2 separate regions of the Hordeum vulgare genome follow, and region 1 is linked to region 2. A link is a contact called in public Hi-C data. All regions are on one chromosome and are shown on one strand. Each heading gives the region's core, a stretch centred on a gene start, on an enhancer-like site or on the middle of the called end of the contact. The rest is flanking DNA. Distances are from core to core; before and after follow the strand shown. Region 1 holds the start of LOC123412479 (laminin subunit beta-1 variant-like). Region 2 holds the start of LOC123410525 (heat shock protein 81-1).

Region 1 (3,494 bases), core at 272-2,771, 170 kb after region 2:
TAAAATCCCATTATGACATCATCGCGATGTCATGCTGACATCAACATTTGACTGGTCAACTGACCAGCGGGTCCCGAACGTCATAGGCACAAGTTTTAATTAAGACTAAATATTATTTAATCAGATTAATTTAGTGGGGGACCCACGTGTCATACTCTAATTATTCTAATTAATTAATTTTAACTAATATATCTATTTATTTATATAATAAAAACATTATTTTTTTATTATTTATATTAACTATCGCGTGGGGCCTCCCTGTCATAGACAGCGGGTGCGTTGGCCCCACCGGTAAGTGACCCTAGGCCAAAAACACATTTTTAATCACAAATACATAACCATACAAATGTCGTATTTCTCCACATGCCTATATACGCAAATACATACATAAATACGGGTATCAAATACATACATACATACGGAATACAACATTTGTTTTTTTATTTTCACTCAAAACTCTCATCTCCCTCTCTCTGTTAACAAATATAACACAAAGGTTCTTTGCTAACTCCACATAGAAGAACCAAATGTTCAATCCTTCCTACCGGAGTCTACCATCGACTGATCGAAGCCTCGTTTGCCGGAACGGAACCGGGACGGCGAGGAGAACGACATGGTGGGAGGAGCCCGAGGAGGGGCTCACCGACGTTGACGGGAGGGGCCGGTGAAGCCGGAGTTCGCGGGAAGGGGCGGAGGAGACGGCGTGGAGGCGGACGAGGCGGTGACGGTGACGGCGTTGTTCCGGTGGTGAAGGGGACGGTGACGGCGCGGTTCCGGCGAGGAAGAGGTGTAGGGGAGGCCCGATGGGGGAGGGGCTCGCCGGCGTGGTGAAGGGGCCGAGGGGGCCTGTCTCCCTGCCCGGTCCCTCCTGGACCGAGCGGGGGGAAGGGGGGCGCGACGGGGGAAGGCCCCTGGCCAGGGTCGGCCGACCAGGGAGGTCCCCGGGAGGGCCTCGGCCGCCGGAGGTGTTGGAGGTCCGGCCGACCGGGGGGGGGTCCTCGGTGAGGAGAGGCAGGGGGGCCGCCGGCGGGGAGGGGAGGAGGTGGAGAGGCTCGGGTGAGAGGGAGGCCGTGGGGGCTCGCCGGCGGGAGGAGGAGGAGGGATCTGGGGGGCGACGGGAGTTACGGGAGAGAGAGGGAGCGAGCCCCTCGTGTGGAGTTGTCGGTGGGAGGGGTGGGACCGAGGGGGAGCGTGGGGGGTGGCGGTGCTAAGGGGAGGGAGAGGGAGCGATCCAGGGAGGGCTCCCTCGCCAGGGGGGCGCTAGGGTTTGAGCGGGAGTGGCCGGCTCGGCCACCTTGGCCTAGTCGGGCCACGGGGGAGGGTCTGATTTCTTTTTTTTTTTTTGAATTTCTTTTCTTTTCTTTCTTTCATTATTTATTTTACTATTTGATTTTTCTTCTTAAATACCCTTTTTTTATATACTTATATTCTTTTGATATTTAACATGAATTTATAAAATACTTTTCTTTTGATTTCAAATTTTGGATCCGGACAAACTCGAATCAACGCGGGTGTGAGATGGGAATTCGATGACGTGGCATCATTAACGGTTGATCATTGTGGCTTAATTACAATAATTACTGTTGCAAAAGTAGAGGATGTCACAAAATCCCACCCCGGATATGTTCACGCCACCAACCGGACATGTCCGGCGACCACAGCAGCGCCCGCACCCGAGCTCCTCCACTGCGCTGCACCACACCACGACAGCCGTGGCCGGCACCGCACGCGCCCCAGCCCTGCCTCCCGCACCATACATCTCCTCGTCGCTGCCTTGCCATCTCCACCTCACACGAGCGTGCGCCGTCATGGTGATGCCATGGCCGTCGAAGATCCTCCATGCCCGCTGCGCCCCTCCGCCTGGGCCTCGCCGCCGGCCCGGATCCAGTGGGAAACTTCCGGAGTAGGTCCCCGTCGCCCAGATCCGTCCGTCCCCATCGCCCAAGGTCGCCACCTCGTCGGCGCGGCACCCCGCCGCCTGCACCCACCGTCATAGACGGTGCCCCGAGCACCGCTCGCGTTGACACTGTCGGGCGCTCGCTCACGCCAGCACCCCCTCGCATGGGCCTCGCCCCGGCTTGCCTCGCCATGGGCCGCGCCTCCAGCCAGCCGAGCCGTCGACCCAGCCGTGCCCCCCTGCTTGGGCCGCTCAGGCGTCGGCCCATCTGCTCCCACGCCAACCTAGGCCATGGCCCGCAAGGTGAGCCACCCACCCTCGTGTTATATGTCGTGTTGTGCACAGTATTTTTATCCGACGCCCTGTGCACTGTGTTGATTCGGCATGTATCCTTTTTTTGTGTTGTGTGCGAATTTTGTTAATTAACGAGTGATTACAAAATAAATGCATATGGTTAAATGCTCATATAGTCATATTTAATTAACAGTGCATCGGATGAAAATATTTTAGATATGTAAAATGGCCAGAATTTTGTTTACATTAATAATATCCAATTTTCATGCATGTTAAAAAAAATTAACTTGTTGTTTTAATTAATTTGCATAAATGCCATGTAGAAACGATTTATGTCATAACTAATTAACCGTAGCTCCGATTAAAATGTTCCACATATGTAACTTGACTAGAAAAATGTGTAGAATAACATGATATCATTTATTTTCAGGTTTAACAACTCTAAAATTGTGTTTAAGCAGATCTGTAGCAAATTTAAAATTACGTATGGGGAATTTCCGGAATTGTTGTTCGTTGCCTCATTTAAACTTGCTTAGGATTTTAGGTAGTTTCATAATATCTTGTTGCATCCATGTTTAATATGTTGTGGTTGTCATTTGCATGCATTTTACATCCATGTCATATTATCTTGTGATGATCATATCTTTTAGACCGTAGCTCCGTTTTAAATGATCTATATATGCAAATCGACTAGAATGACGTGTAGAATCACATGGTCCACTTTATTTTGTTGTTTAATAAATATAAAATATGTTTAGTACAGGTCTGGACAGATTTCAAAATTAACATATGGGGTCATTTTGGAAATGTTATATATTGTTTCCGTTCTCTTTTAAAATGTCTAGATAGTGTAGTTTATTTATGCTTCACCTCTTGCCATGTTTAATAACATTTAACATTGTTGAGTATCTAAATGGGAGTGAACTAAATAATTCAAATATGTAATTTCGTCAATATGCAACGAGTTGCATATTGAGCTTCATTTAATGTGTTGTATTAATTGTTTTGCTTTGCCATGTCCTACATAATTGAAATGGAGATGCATCATAACTCTTTCACATCATGTCATGCATATGTCGTGGTTTTTATTGTGTGTTGATTGTTGTTTCTGGATTGCTTCTTCTCGATAGAGTTCCGCAAGCGTGCCAAACTGTGAGGATTCGTTCGACTACGTTGGTTCGTCTGCTTCACGGATTTGTTCTTCTTCCAAGCGGGATCACATGCAAGATGACCATTTCCCTAGATACCATTACTATCATTGTCATGTTAGTTGTCTCGTTTCTTCGTTATGTCTCGCTGCCCA
Region 2 (3,383 bases), core at 760-3,259:
TCTCAGCAACAAGGTAAGCAGAGTAGAAACCAACACCAAACTGACCAATCATGGACACATCGGCACCAGCAGCCAATGCCTCCATGAAATCCTTGGTGCCAGACCTTGCAATGGTACCAAGGTTGTTCACGAGGTCTGACTTGGTCATACCAATGCCACTGTCGATAAGGGTGAGTGTGTTGGTGGCCTTGTCAGGGATAATGTGGATGAACAGCTCTGGCTGAGCATCCAGCTTGCTCTTGTCAGTGAGGCTCTCAAACCTGATCTTATCCAACGCCTGCACATCAGAGCACCCAAATACGCAATTTAGTATCACAGATTAACCAGTAAATAATGGACATAAATCAAAGTTTTGAGACAGCTAATGCATTACAGGAGTATCAGCCTTTACTTTTATTTATCATAGATGTAGATTACATATATGCAATAACCTAGCAACCATCCAAAATCTAGTTTGAATCATAAGTGTAAGTACTCTCTCCGTTCCTAAATATAAGTCTTTTTAGACATTTCACTAGAGGGCTACATACGGAGCAAAAAGAATGAATCTATACTCTAAATTATATCTATATACATCCGTATGTAGTCCTTTTAGTGAAACATCTTAAAAGACTTAGGAACGGAGGGAGTACATGCTTTTCAAGGGTTAACCCAGTAACACAAAACCATATTTAGCAAAAAAAAAAGTCAAAAAATCATGCTACCAGCCATGTACTCCCTTCATCACAGTTTATAAGGCATGTACGTATATCTAGGTTGTCAATTTGACCAACTTAATGAAAGGCATATATTGCAAAAAATATATCATTAAAAACTTTAGATATTCTATTTTGTAATGATATAATTTTTATGTTAAACAATATATTTTATATAAGTTAAGGCATGTACGTATATCTAGGTTGTCAATTTGACCAACTTAATGAAAGGCATATATTGCAAAAAATATATCATTAAAAACTTTAGATATTCTATTTTGTAATGATATAATTTTTATGTTAAACAATATATTTTATATAAGTTAAATTGACAACCTAGATACACGTGCACACCTTATAAACTGTGACGGAGGGAGTAAAGTACATGGGAATTCGAATTTAAAGCTCTGGTATGCAGGTGACAGTATATAGGAGAATTAGGACACCAGGGGCAACCAAGCCTTGAGACTGTTTTACAATTTATAAAGCCTAGCCGCATATAGGAGAATTTATAATGCAAGTGCAGCGCTTCCAAAGCTTTTATAACAGTCTAATTAGCTCTGGTATCTGAGTTCCGCACGTGCGACAGTACATACAGGGATTAAACAAAGGTATAGCTACGTTCTACTCACTACTACCTCGTATAGGAAAATTTACGATGGAAGTAATGATGTTCCCTAAGCTATTATAACAGTCAACTAACACTAATCAATGTAGATTTATGACAGTCGATTAGCACTAATCATGGAGATTCGCACGTGCGACAGGACAGAGAACAAACAAATGTGTGGCTACGCTCCACTCACAGAGTATCGGAAGTGCGACAGGACAGAATATCGCATAAACCGCGGATTCGTCGATGGATTTGAAATCCCTTCCACTAACCGTCGCGAACCGACAAACACACGCGATCTACTGAACATCGGCAAGGCGAAGGGCCGTATCGCGCACGGATCTAAACAGAGCCGCGAATCAGAGCATTACAGGGGAAAGGGAACGGAGGGCGGGAGCGGGAGCGGGGAAGCTTACATCGGAGGCGTTGGAGATGAGCTCGCGGAGGAAGATCTCCTTGTTGGAGTAGAAGGTGTTGATGATGAGCGAGAGCAGCTGGTTGATCTCCGCCTGGAAGGCGAAGGTCTCGGTCTCTGAGGCCATGGCGCCGCCGGCAGCGGAAGCTCCTGGAACGCAGGCGCGCGCGGAGTCGACGAGGGTTGAGGGGAGGGAGAGGGGATGGCCTAGGGTTAGGGCTTTGGAGCGGGGTTCTCGGGCTCTGGGTCGCGAGGATGGAGAAGGCGGGCGCGGTGGGGAAGGTTATATAGTCGGAGGAGGGGCTCTCGAACGTTCTACCAGGTGCGTGAAGGGGAGACGACGGGGGTTGGGGGCTCGGGACGACGGGGCTGTGGGGCCGGCTAATAGGATGGTTTGGTCCGCATGTCAGTTGGCTGGGTTTAGGCGCCTTGTCGTTTTATTTTTTTATTGTGCTCCTGCGGTAGTACTCTGGAAGGTTCCGGAGATCGGAGGGAGTGAGTTTAATACAGGACCCAATAGTTCATGATTATTATAGCCGTAGAAAAAGGACTCCATATTTAGCACACCGAGCAGGTCACACTGACTAATTTTTCTTGCTAATCTGTTAATTTTATTGCAGGTCTGTATGAATTCCATGCAGACTTTTTTATTTTATTTTAAACCTAAGACTATTCATAGTGGCAGGAACATAGAACAAGTACAATAATTGTCTTATAACCGGGAGCGGATTAGGAGCACTCGGGTGCTCCAACCCCTATATTTAAAAATAATTTAGCAATTCAAAAAAGGTAAAAAAATCTTAAAACTTTTTTAAAATTCAATATGACTAGGTAATGTACTCATATAAAAAATCATCAAGGAATTATTTCCATTGACTTCAAGGTAAAAAAAAATATGACGACAATATGACATGAATAGTATTTTATCTAGCCTTTTTTGGAAAATCTTTGACTTGGGATGCAATGAAAGTCATTCCCCGTTTAATATTTTTATACGAGTGTAATACTTAATTATGTTTGATTTCATAAAAAGTTTCATGTATTTTTGAATTTTTTGAATTACTAAATTATTTTAAAATATTGGGGGGCCTAGCACCCGAGAGCTTTTATGCACTTTCGCCTTATAGCCTGCTTACATGGCATTTTCGTCTATATGAAGAAGAGGGATGAAAAAGTAAATATAGTGGACTTTCATGCAAGAGCCTAGGTATATACGTACTTTTAATCAAATGCAATAAATACGAAGAAAGAGATGGGCATAAGGTGGAAAAAAGTACTATTCTTATGGCCAACCTTATAGCTAATATTGTTGTATGTGTGGCAATAAATAGTGAGTATATATGACACATCAACATCATATAGTCGACAATTGGCTATACTATTAACCATGCTCATGGATGTCACTTAAGGAAAAAAGATGATGTGACAGCTAATTAACGAGAAGAAAGATAAATTGAATAATATAGCTGGTAATTACTCACACTATAAGTAACATCACACATACCAAAATAAAATGAGTCTACAACCTTTTTCTTAGGAAAACAAGAACTTTATTCATTAGAAACAACCAAAACATTGTTTATGAGTAACATTACAATTCCATCTAATGGTTCTTCACACCATTCAAAAATCTGAGAAAATCTTGCTAGTCTAACGAGCT

What was found. A called contact is a pair of places that touch in the nucleus more often than the background predicts.
Region 1: a contact with region 2 is called in a Hi-C map of leaf, with 4 times the contacts expected there. The contact joins the promoter of LOC123412479 here to the promoter of LOC123410525 in region 2. A contact is called at or near these places in 3 of 6 Hi-C or Micro-C datasets (leaf and seedling).

Annotation. Positions count from the first base shown.
Region 1 is chr7H:165,748,587-165,752,080 of MorexV3_pseudomolecules_assembly, forward strand. It overlaps LOC123412479 (laminin subunit beta-1 variant-like), which reads left to right and starts at 1,522. Exons shown (of 2, transcript XM_045105426.1): 1 at 1,522-2,200. The coding sequence starts at 1,840.
Region 2 is chr7H:165,575,341-165,578,723 of MorexV3_pseudomolecules_assembly, forward strand. LOC123410525 (heat shock protein 81-1) reads right to left here and starts at 2,010. Exons shown (of 3, transcript XM_045103473.1): 1 at 1,725-2,010; 2 at 1-277. The coding sequence starts at 1,850.